Regions from separate parts of the Sus scrofa genome. Here all the other regions are linked to region 1. Evidence: chromatin contacts called from public Hi-C and HiChIP or PLAC-seq data. All regions are on one chromosome and are shown on one strand. The core of a region is the stretch at or near the end of the contact, and the rest is flanking DNA. Distances in the headings are between cores, read along the strand shown.

Region 1 (4,140 bases), core at 883-3,382:
CTGAACTCAGATCTTATTCCAGAAAAGTTACATTTGTATCAAAAGCTGATTTTATAAAATGATCACTATATTCTAAAACTGACTTTTGTTTTCCAATGAAGATGAAAACCTCTTGCTATGATTAACCTTTTTAACCCTCTGTCTAAGGAATGCTTCACTTATGGTTAGTAAAAACCACTAAAAAAAAAAAAAAATGAGTGATACTGCTGGTAACTTTCTTGGATCTAAATCAGTTTGTGATGAGGCATTAGAAGTTCATTCCTGACCTTGGAATGCAAAAATTAGATTTTGAGTTTGTGATAGAAGAATCCATCCCATACTAACGCTGAAGAATAATTGATACCACTGCTCCAAAAGAACATGAAATACGCGGCTCAATCACTGTCTTTCATGTGAGATCTTACCTAAAGCATTATAAAGGATAAACAATTTCCAATCCTGCAAACTAATATCTACAATTATCTCCCAGGACTGTTAAACCCATTCCACAAAGAAAGAAAATACGTAAGTATTACATTAAACAAACGAGAGTTTACACAAAGATGAAACGAAGGTTGCGTTTCAGCTACAGAAGAAAACTCACAACTTCCCTAAAGGTAAAGCATCTTTTAACAATTCCTAAGAATACAGATAGGTAAGGGCTTTGAACAGTCTCCCGCAAAACTGTTCTCTCTGTATTGCTAAAATTTAGCTGGCAGCCTGTAACTTCAGGCATGCGCGTTCAGTAAGGTTCCCCTTTTGCGTGGCAGCTCCTTATCTTTACTTGGATCTACCTCTCCCGTGCGCACCCTCACTAGCGGTACCTGGGTTGCTGCTGTTTGTTTCCCAGTTCTTGTTTCGGATAATACTCCACTGGTTGGGGATTTTCCTGTCCACTTTTGAACCTTAAATTCTCTCTTGGGTTAGCATCACAAGAACACAGCACTATTAATCCTCTTTTCTCTATGGTCTAAACATGTATTTAGTTATTCTGACACATTCTTTAAAATCTTCTAAATTCCTAGATTATGCCCTCTCCCCTAAGAAAGGGTATTTTTTTTTTTTTTTTTTTTTTTTTTTTTTTACCATTTGGAATAGGGTGCTATTTAAAGAACTCTGAAATCAGAATTAAAAAAAAAAAACTAAAACTTTTTTTCTCATATGCTCTGCCAAGTTCCACTGCAAGTTCCAAATATTGTGCAATAATTTGGAAATCCAGTTAACGATGGGAAAAATCGAGCCACTCAGAGTTGGGAACTTACAAGGGAAAAGTCAAGGAAAGGCACCAGCACGCACGCCCAGCGGGCGCTGTCTTCCAGGGTGCACTTTCCTCCCCATCACTCAGATGGAAGGTCACGCTTTGCAATCGATTTCACATACTTGTCACTTGTCCTTTTTTCTCAACCCTCTGGTAAACTAGTTTGAATCTTGGATAGTTTAGCGCAGTTGGCTGCAGCTTTGCCCTAGGAGAAACACGTGCCCTCAAATAAAAGGACCAAAGCAGCCTCGCGGAACTTGGCAGCAGGGAGTCAGAGAGTAAAAGACCTGTACGGTACAGCCTGCCGCCTCATTCTAGTGTAAGAATCTTCCCTGTCATCTCTCCGCCCCCTTCGCGGAGGGTGCCGGCGCGCCCTTACCTGAGCTATCGCTTTTCCTCTTGCCCCCGCTTCTCTTCTCCGCCTCCGCGGGTGACAACGCCTGACGGCCGTAGTCCCCTGGCGGGCACGCGGCCCCGGTCGGGGTGCTGGAGCCCAAGCTGGAAGAGTTGGAACACAGGACCGGTGGACTGCTTCCCAGCTCCGGGGGCCCTCCCGAGTCCGGCTGGAGGCAGAGGCTGTGCCGAGCCGCACTCGGGGGGGAGGACATCTGCGGGAGGTGCCAGTTGGTTTGCAGAGCTTGGTGCTGCTGCTGCTGGTGGTGATGGTGGTGATGGTGATGGTGGTGGTGGTGCCCCCTGTGATGCTGGCTGGCAAACATGCCCTCCTCGTTGGGGTATCCCGCGATTATGCAAGACGAGGAAGAAGTGGAGAGCTCAGGGTAGGACATATGGTCAGATCTTCCATGGAGGGCGAGAGAGGACTGGGAGAACGGGTGCAAGCCTTGCGCGGTGGCGTGAGGGCTGCGCAGGCAGCCAAAGAGCGGGTGTTCCATAGCATGCACGTCTCGGGTTCCAGGCAGAAGACTTCACGACGGTTCCAAGCGCCACCACCCTCTGTCACTTGTCACTGGAAACCGTGTGACTTTTCCCCCTCTCAAAGCAATAGCCGCCCGAGTTTCTGCAGAGCTCGGATAATCCCGGTCCTGAGCCCTAGCGGCCAGTCTCCTTTACATATAAACACTCGGACCTGGAGGAGCTTCCCTCTGAGCTACTCAGATGTCAAGAGTGGGAGAGGTTGAAGCCAAAAGAAGGTGGTCCCAGAGAACTGCATTCAGGGGGAAATGGCTCTGAGAGGTTATAAATAGAGTGTAACGTGAGCTGGGGGCTGGCTTAGGAGCCCAGTGCTGACCACATGCAAACTCCCTCCAAAACTCCCTCTCAGTCCGCGCCTTGCGCTCCCAGTTCCACTTCCTATCGCCGGCTGGACGCACGCAGCGTGTCCACGCCCGCCCACCCCTGCCAGACTTGCAAGACTGTAAGCTACCCGCCGGTCTCCTAAACCCGAGCCTAGGGCAGCAGCCGTTCACCTTTCCGCCCGGTGGGCCCAGACGCGCCGCAGCGCCCGCCTGCCCCAAGCGCTCACCCAGGGTCAGAACTTGCTCAAGTCTCTCTTGAAAGATGCCTTGTCACTGCCACTTGGGTATCGTCACCTGCAGGAAAGCTAGGGGTGCGCCTAGTTCTGGAGGTGCACGAAAAGAGCAGTGGGATTCAGGAAAAAGATGTGCGCTAGCTTGGAGCGCACTCAGATAAATTTCTCCAACTTCGCATCAACTGAGGCCCAGGGCTCAGTGGCGCTTCTAGCTTTTATGGCTAGTGTCTATGCGTGGGTTGTTCTTGGGTTCGGACGCGTATCCGAGGTTGCTGAGAAGTGTCCCACCGACAAGAAAGGCCCATTCTCCAGTGCCGCGAGGAGCCTGTTGGGGCGAAGGAACGCATGAGGCGGTGACAGCTGCAGATGTACAGACCCCGGGCATCCTCACCTGTGGTACTAGGAGGGTCTCTTCCTCTGCTTTCCTCAAAGGGCCAACCCCTCTGCCTTCCTGGTCCCACTCCATTTCTTAGTCACTTGTCCCCCAAGAAGAACTTTTCCTGGGTCAGGAATATGCCCAAGCGATTTCGTCCCGGTCACATGAGATGTGCATGTTTTACGCACATTTCCAGTCTTTCCCCTCAGGAACTAGCCCACTTCCCCTTGTTTCCCTCCAGAAATCCATCCTCTCTTCCCCTCAAAAATACATCAGCTAATCACACCCATCACCTCCTCCCCCCGCCCCCCGCCATGGTTCCATTTACTGAAAAATATTACACTTCGGTACCTCTTAAAGTTCATTAAACCTGGTACCTTGGGTCTCCCTGGTTACAATCTTGCATCATAGAAAATTAGTAGAAAACTTGCCACCAGTGAGTTAATGCGAGCAGCTGCTGGGCTTTGATACTGCCACATGCTTGAGGGGCGACGCTGTCTGCTGGGGGCCAAATCGTTTACACAAGGCAAGTGTGCCGGCCTCGCATAATGAGCTGCAGGAGCAGAGTCCTGCCTAGGACGTGTAGCATCCGGAGAATATCTGCGCTCACCTATCTCGCCTGAGATCCCAAATATACCACCAGCAGCGTTGCCCTGTTATTTTCATTGTCTCAGGTGTCTAGAGGATGGCGGGGACCAAGTCTTTGATGTTGTTAATGGGATTAATGGGGACAGCAAACTGGGACAGCCATCTGGTTTGAATTAGGAAAGAGTATTGATTAATCTTTGAGAAGTGTCACCAAGGCAGAACCTTTTCCATAGCCTTGTCCCTCAGGCTTCAGCTTGACCATCTCCCTTTTCTTTTAAGTGGCCCTGTAGAATAGTGTCTTCGCAATAAACCTTTACATCCGTGTGAAAGTTCGAATTGTTTTCCAGTGCTCAGAGGTGGGATGGGGTGGGGGTGATCAGGAATTCTGAGATTTGTAAGCGCGGCTTTCTTTAACGGAAATTGAGCCCTATTTTGAGGGAAATTAGTTTT
Region 2 (4,140 bases), core at 623-3,122, 460 kb before region 1:
CAAGGAGAAGCACTTACAAGATGCAAAAGACTGGGAAAGAATCAGGTTTGGATATAACAGGAGCACAGTTTTCAGCACTTGAAGGATGCCCTTTAACTGTTTAATTTGAGAGGTTATATAGCAGAATTATAGGGGACAACGATGTAGATTCTAGAACCTGAATACTCAAGTTCTTCAAATCACCTACTTCAAATCCTGCAGTGCCATTGCTGGATATGAACTTCATAAAGTGCTTCATCTCTCATTCCGTTTTCTTAGATGAAGAAAAATGAGGAAGATACTATCAACCTCATAAAGTTGTTGTGAGAATCAAGTGAGTTAAAACTTGCAAAATACTAAGACTAGGGTCTGGCATCGAAAGGGTTTCATAAAGTTATTTTTTTCTCTTTCTATGATTGAAGAGACAATGTCAATAGGATAGGAGTCTGAAATTAGAAGAACTATGGGCTAAAGATAAACGTTTGGGGGTTTTAGCCTACAGATTGTGTTAGTATTATGAGACTGGATGACAACACCTAGAGGATATGCAGACAATGAAGACTGACCAAAGATCGAGATTGAAACCCTGAACACTGAAAGGATTAGGGAAGACAGAGAGAAAGCCAAGGAAGAGGGGCTCATGATTTCAAAGAAAAACTAGGAGAGTGAGTTGTCCTGGAGGGAAGCACATACTTGAAGGAGAACATGTGCTAACTGTCAAATTCAACAAAGTCATGGCCTTGAACTGGCCATTGGACTTAACAACAGGGGCATCATGCTGACTTTGTAAGAGCAATTTCAGAGAAACAGTGAGGGGAGAAATGCCTGCTAGAGTGTGTCCATGGGAGAAGTGGGGGAGAGAGATAAGAAACAATGATTATAGACACCTCTCTGAGGGAAATTTGAGATCAAGTAATGGAAATGAAGCCTAGCTATAAGCAAAGAGGGGGTGAAATAAAAGCTTTTTTAAAGTTGGTAGAAAATAACAGGCTTTTCTGTATGTAGACAGGAATAATTTTAGAGGAAAACTGAGAGAGAGGTGCAGAAGCAGATGGAAACCAGGACACAAGCACAGAGAGTGAGCCTTATTTAATAGTATGAGCAGTTCATTAAGAGAAATAGGTTTGGCTGGTGGGTTAGACAGGTGAAGTTCTCTTTGATGGCTTCTTTTTGTTTTGTTTGAGGTTAAAAAAAAAAAAGGAACAAGTGCATCAATGAATACTGAGGACATGTTGAAAGTGAGAGTACGAATCCATCATCAAGGAGTGTGGAAGAGTGACGAGAGTTGGGGAAGTGTAGCATGATTGCCTGACAGAATTAAGAGCTCAGCTGAAGTATGTAATCATGAATAGGTGCAGCCAGTTTCATGGTCATATGATTTTCTCTATCCACATTCAGCTAAAAGAGGACAGACATACAGGAGACCTACGGTGGACTGAATCTTTTTGGTGATGTAATAAGACCAAGAGAACAATCATATTGATTATGATATTTGGCCATCTAAGAAAGTAAATACATGAGAAAGGGTGAGAGGATGGAAAGGTGGTAGGGATGCCTTAGTGAGGCAATGCTGGCTATGGAATATCAAAGGTAGTGAGCTGGAAAGAGAGATGGAGTGATCAGAGAAATGTTTGAAATTGAAATTATGGTGGAATTACAGTTATTATAAAGGCAACATGACTGATATAAAGTGAACAACAAAAATTACTGGGGCAAAGAGACCAAGGAACTGAGATGCCAGGATAATAGAAAGATCACTTATGTGATTTAATCACAAGAGGAATATTGGAGAAAACAGCCAGTGAGCCACTAGCAAAAGTCACTATGCTGCAATCACTGCTGGCTGAATTTGTCAACCAACCAGAAGGTTAAGAGGCAAACTCCCCTCTCTATCAGCAATATCAACATCACTTCCTGGCCTTCCACACTCTCTGGGGTCTCATGAGGATAGAGCTGTCACAGAGAATTTCAATTATCAAGATACTCAAATAAAGCTAACTTTTATATAACCTTTGCCTTATATATTTCAGTACAGAGAGGTAAGGACAGAAAAAGGTATTTCTTATCACATTTTGTAAGCTGATAGGTTACATTTCTGAAGAATTATAACAATTCCTTAAATAAAGGTTGTTTATCATTCACATTTAATAATGAATTTAAAACTTGCATGTTTTCCTGATACTGTAAGCAATTTCCTCTGTGTTCTGGGACTTTCCCTGCTGTTCCACGAGTCTGACCACACTCATCTGTATCAGATGACCTGAATTTCCTGAGTTATTTGTGTAGTGCCTGTATTCAAGGTTTCCAAGTGCTATCACGCAGTGAACCATTGTTTGTTTTTAATTTCAGAGGAAATATTAATTGAGGGACTACCTGATATTTTTCATTCCAAAATGAAAAGAAGGGCAAAAACTAATTAATCAACTACTAAGTCAATATGTGGTAGCCAAAATAAGCACACATAAGATAAAGTAGACCATACTTCATATAAAACAGCTTTAACTTAACTAATAGAGAAGATAAGAATGGAAAGGAGAGAATAAAACACAGAGAAAACAGAAAAGAAAATAGATATTAGAAAGGGAAGCATGTCTGATGGGTGAGGCCAAAAATGCTATTTCTTGTGTTTTAAGAAAATATGTATAATTAAAATACATAAAAATTGAACAGAAAGTAGCCATAGTAAATGAAGTTACTCTGTTATTATGTTCAATTGTTTTATGTTTTAAAAAAAATTAATGTGTTGTCTCTGAAAATAAAAACATATATTGTCTATAAAAAACAAAAATTTGTAAACTGCTGTAGGATTCCTAAATGAGTGAATGAGATTTTATTTTTCATATTATAATTTTATAGTTTCCTAATCATATTTATTTAGTTAATTATTTAGGCCACACGTGCAGCATGTGAAAGTTCCTGGGCCAGGGATCAAACCCATGCCACAGCTGCTGTAGTGACAACACTGGATCCTGAACCTGCTGCACCACGAGGGAACTCCTCCTTATCTTCTTTATAAGGTTGCCTCCATTGACTTGCCTCCATGTATTTCAGAGTATGTTCGAACATACTCTGAAATAAAACCTCATTACTTCATTATTGATCTAAATCCAAATTTCATCATAGTCTTTAAAAAATGCAGTATTATTACTTTAAAATATAGAAGTACATTGGATTAATTGCTCATTGGAAGGTAAGAGTTATAAGGAACTGTACACCTGATCTGGTCCAGTGCTCACATTTTTTCAGTGAGGAACATGAGACAATAAATGACCAGACTGGGTTTTGAATCTTGTGTTCTACAGACCCACTCAGCCACTTTCTATTTCTGTTCAGGGTCACACAGCTAGCAAGTAGCTAAATTGCCATGAGAATTTAAGTACAAGTCCTATTCTTTCTGAACCAAGCAAAATTCACCTTTGAAAAACTTGGTTAATGGACTTTTTACTATGTGTGTTAATAATTAAAGCTTAACTTTGGGGAAAAGGTTATTTTTAATAGTTTAAATGTGATCCTGGGTATTTTGCTGAGACTATTACACAGCATTCATATTTTAATGAAAAAGAAAGAGAATAGCTTCCTTATAGAGAGTAGGAAATAAAATTTCAAACCAGTCAAGAACCAGTGATCCCAAGCTCAAAGGAAGCTTCTGAAACACAAGAAATACTATAGGGGATAGAATATCTTGTTAAATATCAGAGTTTATATGAGCCTCTTTTCCTGTAGAAATTTTCCTGTAGAATCCCTCCGAGGAGCTATTTATATTTGTAGATGGCAGAACTCATCTCCTAAGGTCTGGAATCCTTAAGTCTCAAATGGAGCCCTGGGAATAGCGGGTGTTTTGATGTGGATAAATCTCAGCCCATATATTAAGAAATACTGCCCCAATCACATAAAGGAGATGAGAATGAACAACAAACCACTCAACATAAGCCTCTGTTAAATATCTTTTCATTATGAATAATTAAATCTCATATTGAAGAGCTGCAAAATAAATCTTCATCAAATTGAATGGATCCTTGAAGCTGGTCAATGCTCAAAAGAACTACCCTTCAAAGTTTTCTTAGGTAAAATTATTATCACTTAGCGAGGGTTTATAAGGCATTAATGCACTGTTATATTTACTGTCACTACATTTAGATTGTAATATATGAAAAGTGTTTA
Region 3 (4,140 bases), core at 1,191-3,690, 390 kb after region 1:
AATGTTAGAAGGGCTTTTGGTTTGGTTTGGTTTTTGAAATCCAGACTGTGGAACTGTAATCTCAAACATGTCTTCTCTCCATTCTAAGACCATCAAAGGGAAAATTTATTTAACTCAATAATCTCATAGTATTTTTTTTTAAGAAACCATCATGTAACCAAATATTTTTCTTCTCCAAATCTGAATTTTTCCCATGACTAAAGTATTAATCCACTGTCTCTAAATTCTGCCTCTGATAAACATTATCTAAAAAGTTTTAACTTTTTTCCTTAATCTTTTCTTTCATAAGAAAAAACAATGTTCTTTAATTGTACCACAGAAGTCATTTTCCCCTACTTTCTAAACCAAAATACTTTGCCGAAAGTAGAGACCTCTGAGTAAAAATACACAGATTTGATTTTTAAACTATTTTGAAAAAAACTAAGTGTTTAATTGAAGTCTTCCTATCTATAAGGTCTTTTCCTTTCCTTGATTCATTTTTACTTGAGGACAAACATGAATATTGGCATCACAAACAATGGCTCTCGGAAATCATGTAGCAGACAGCTGACATTTCCAACGATATCCGTATTTCAGAATAATCCTCATAATATCAACACAGATGTTTCTTTTTTTCATTAACTGTAATATCTTCAAATTTGATACTGAAACACCAAATAAATGTCAGACCTTCTTTGTTGTTGATAAAGACATTGGATTCTGAAGCAGTACTCACATTCATATCTTACAACCCTGTTTATTGTTTCAACAGAGGAGTTCTGAGCACAAAGTGTGTGGGAAGAATATTTATCTTATTTTTACAGATCAGAAAGCTGATGCATAGAGATTAAGTTATATTTATAAGGTCAATGAAAATATCAACATAACTGTGATGAGCCAAATATGCATTCCACAAAAGTCTAAAAATAAAGTGGATTTTCAAGTGATATGCAACTAGCATTTTCAGACACTCTGTAAAATTAAAGAATTCATATACTCATGCCTTTCATTTCAGCTTTAATTTAGTTTCTCAACATTATGTTTCACAGGAAATTCCCAGCACAGTTTTACATTTGACCTAAAAGCATAAAGTCCAAAGGAGTTTGGACACATCCACATATATGTGGGGTTTTATTTACAGAATGTATTTCTATAAAAGTCTCAGTATCATTTGTGTTAAGTAATGTAAAAGTACTACATTGGGTTTTAAATGGGGAAAGACCGAAGAAATACAAATTCTCACACTTTTCATCTCAGTTCTAACAGCAACTCTCTGGCCATTTGAATAATGCTACTAATTGTCCTGTATGTAAATTTGGGTGTAGCTGTATTTCATCTTGGATGTTTGATGTCTTTCTTATAATCATTTAGATTCATAATGATTCCCATAGGGAATTGATTTGTTCTTGTGAGGACTCATCAATAATCTCTCTCTTGCTGCATTTAATTAAAATCACTAAGCTATGTTTTAGTAAAGACAAATGGCAGTCTCTACCTATTAGCATCTCCAAGAATTTAAGTAAACTCCTGATCAGACGTGAAATCTGATATGACTCTTAAAAATACTTTCTGAAATTTCACATCTGAATTAAGAAATTAATGAAAGAGAGGGAGAGGAGGAGTGAAAGGGAAAGAGAGGGAGGGGAGAAGGGGAGATAGAAAGAGAGAGAGAGAAGCAAATAAACCCAAAATAAGGATTTTGCAGACTAGCCTCAGACGGCTGCCTCAGATACGTTTTAGTCCAACTGCTATTTCTCCAGTTAGCGTACAATGTGCTGTGTGTGAAAACACTCATATATAAACAGGAATTTGAGCTCTGCAACACTTCTGCTTACTTTCTCTTCTTCTCCTCTCCCCTCCCTTCCCTATGTCCTTTTACTTCCTAATCTCCCAAATCAAATGCTAAATCAGGAGCAATAGCCTACAATTAGCCTTTTCAATTAAAATGTAGAGTTCAAAGTTGACTCCAAAGTGAGTAATTGCTTTTGAAAACCACAACCGGCAGGCAGCTGCCAGATTATTACAACAGTTTATTTAACCTCAAAACATCTGATCAATTTTATTATCTCAGCAGAAGAGAGATATCCTGGAGAGTAGGGTTTAAAATATACTACTCATCTTAGATGTCTGAGAGAAGATAAAAATTCCTCAGTGCTATAAATATCCCTTTGCCATCACCTTGCTGAGAAAACAAACTCCTATCACACTTGCTTCATTTGAAAGTTAACAGAAACTAAGAAACTAAAGGCAAAAGCATCATCATGATATGAGCTAGGGCAGAAATGTGGGGAAGGGAGCCAGGAACAGACAATTTACAAAATTACAAGGTTTAAAAACATTCAAACATCCGGCTCATGATGTTTGGGATTTTTAATCATCCAGAAAGGAGACTCAGAGAAGGCTGCCAACCTCACCAAAACAAAGACTATCACGTTTCCAGAGTCCTGATTTGGCTGCCTCCACACTGCTGCTCTTATTTATTTATTTTTTTATTTTTTATTTTTTTAAATCTGCTCTGTGGCTCAAGGGATAAAAAGGATGGAAATCTTCATGTTATACAAATGGCCTGGGGAGCCTTCAGAGCTCCTGGCTCCACCCAGCAAGGCCAGGGCACAGAACACACAGAACCCTCCAGCCTCCACTTCTGGGGATCCCTCCCACCCCCTCTTCCTGACCTTCCTGTTCCCCATCTTGCCAGGCTGTCCCTACACCCTTGGATTTCATCTTGCCACTGCTTCTGCAAGCTTCCTGAAACCTACCACACTGAACAGGCTGTGCCCATCATTTTACCTTCTCTTCCAGATTCGTTGTGAAGATTCAGTGGCTATTATATGTACAGTGCTTAGAGACAACTCCCCACCCCTCGCCCCCTGTGGTGCACAGGAAGTGCTATATAAGTGTTAGCCTTTTGTTTTTATAATTCACTCAGGATGTAGTCTTTACTTCTCTTTGGCTCTGGACTTGGCCTCTGGGACAGTTCTACCTGCTCCCAGGCCCACCTTCCAGCACTTAGAACATCTCTTCAGAGGCAGAGTTCAAACACCTAGTTTATACCGAGGCTGTTTTGGTGTCCTTACTTAAGGGTCATGTTATAAGAAGGCTTTGGTACAATCATATATCTCTCACTGAATTTCCAGCAATTTAACCACCTTAAAAAATGACTCCGAATTATAGTTACTTCCAAAATATACCACCATTCCCAGCCACAGGGATCCTAATTCCCATTCGAGGAATATTACTATTGCACCTTTTCTGCCCATTCTAGCAACTGTCCACTTGAAAGAAAAACAACATTCAAAGAACAAGTCAATTTAGGAAATGTTCATGGGAAAGAAACCACTCATTTCTACAAAACGAGCCTTCAGTATCCGAAAAATCATGAATCTAAATACTTATTGTGTTTTATAGTCTGATGATTGTTTTTTATATCTATTTCCCAATCCCATTTCACTTTTCCTTCTAGAACCATGCAATATTATTTGATAGCCTTACATTCCTAGGAATTCTTGTATAAGAATGTTTTGTGTATATTTTAATGTAAAGTGCATTGATTTATAACCTAATAATTCATAAAGGTTATTGATTTATAAAAATGTGACTCATTCTATTTATTAGTTTTAATCATTCAATCCAGTGTTTTCATAAAATATTCATGTGATTTTTTTGTACATCTAGTTTGTTACTAGTCATTACTGCAGAGAACCAAAGTGCGTACCCATAATATTTTTACCTAACCACTAAATGCATGCCATTAATTAACAACAAAAATATTAACATTCAATCTCATATTTGATCAAACTGATTTAAAGTCACAGTGATTCTGCTAACTCACTGAAGGAATTTTTTCTCCCTCCAATCTTAAGAGTTTTCCACCTGAATTATCTGAACAAATGATCTCTCTTTCGCTTTCTGGTAAAGATACATTCAGAGAAATTAGTATTTTTTGTTTGTTTGTTTTGAAATCTGATTGTCAGCAATCAACACATGAGACACAGAGCAATATCAAACAAAATATCTTAAAAGCCTTGTGGAAATAGGCCATAAGTAAAAAGTAAATAATTAGCCAGCCATGTTTTCATCATCTATACAACGTTTTAACCACAAAAATGTAGGAAATGCACAAGATCCCAAAGATGTTATTCAAATTCCTGCACTGCAGCA

Evidence for each region. Hi-C and Micro-C count contacts between places; a contact is called where the count stands out from the background. HiChIP or PLAC-seq counts read pairs in DNA pulled down with a chosen protein or histone mark.
Region 2: a contact with region 1 is called in a Hi-C map of subcutaneous adipose tissue, with 1.5 times the contacts expected there. The contact joins the enhancer-like site here to the promoter of MEOX2 in region 1. A contact is called at or near these places in 3 of 47 Hi-C or Micro-C datasets (embryonic fibroblasts, fetal skeletal muscle and subcutaneous adipose tissue) and 1 of 2 datasets of contacts at active chromatin or transcription factors (skeletal muscle).
Region 3: a contact with region 1 is called in an H3K27ac HiChIP or PLAC-seq map of skeletal muscle, with 18 times the contacts expected there. The contact joins the enhancer-like site here to the promoter of MEOX2 in region 1. A contact is called at or near these places in 12 of 47 Hi-C or Micro-C datasets (alveolar macrophages, embryonic fibroblasts, fetal skeletal muscle and 7 more) and 1 of 2 datasets of contacts at active chromatin or transcription factors (skeletal muscle).

The regions. Positions count from the first base shown.
Region 1 is chr9:85,007,807-85,011,946 of Sscrofa11.1, forward strand. It overlaps MEOX2 (mesenchyme homeobox 2), which reads right to left and starts at 2,133. Exons shown (of 3, transcript NM_214121.1): 1 at 1,617-2,133. The coding sequence starts at 2,130. It overlaps LOC106504971 (a long non-coding RNA gene), which reads left to right and starts at 2,637. Exons shown (of 2, transcript XR_001298980.2): 1 at 2,637-4,140.
Region 2 is chr9:84,543,084-84,547,223 of Sscrofa11.1, forward strand. No RefSeq gene overlaps it. Among named protein-coding and RNA genes, the nearest start is that of DGKB, 190 kb to the left of the region's middle. Within about 2 kb of position 1,873, at least 2 of the 83 cell types and tissues checked have an H3K27ac peak or open chromatin away from gene starts, as enhancers often do. A contact at or near this core is called in subcutaneous adipose tissue, where this site is marked.
Region 3 is chr9:85,399,326-85,403,465 of Sscrofa11.1, forward strand. LOC106504972 (a long non-coding RNA gene) reads left to right here. Exons shown (of 3, transcript XR_001298981.2): 1 at 1-4,140. Among named protein-coding and RNA genes, the nearest start is that of ISPD, 310 kb to the right of the region's middle. Within about 2 kb of position 2,441, at least 12 of the 83 cell types and tissues checked have an H3K27ac peak or open chromatin away from gene starts, as enhancers often do. A contact at or near this core is called in mesenteric adipose tissue, retroperitoneal adipose tissue, skeletal muscle and 1 more, where this site is marked.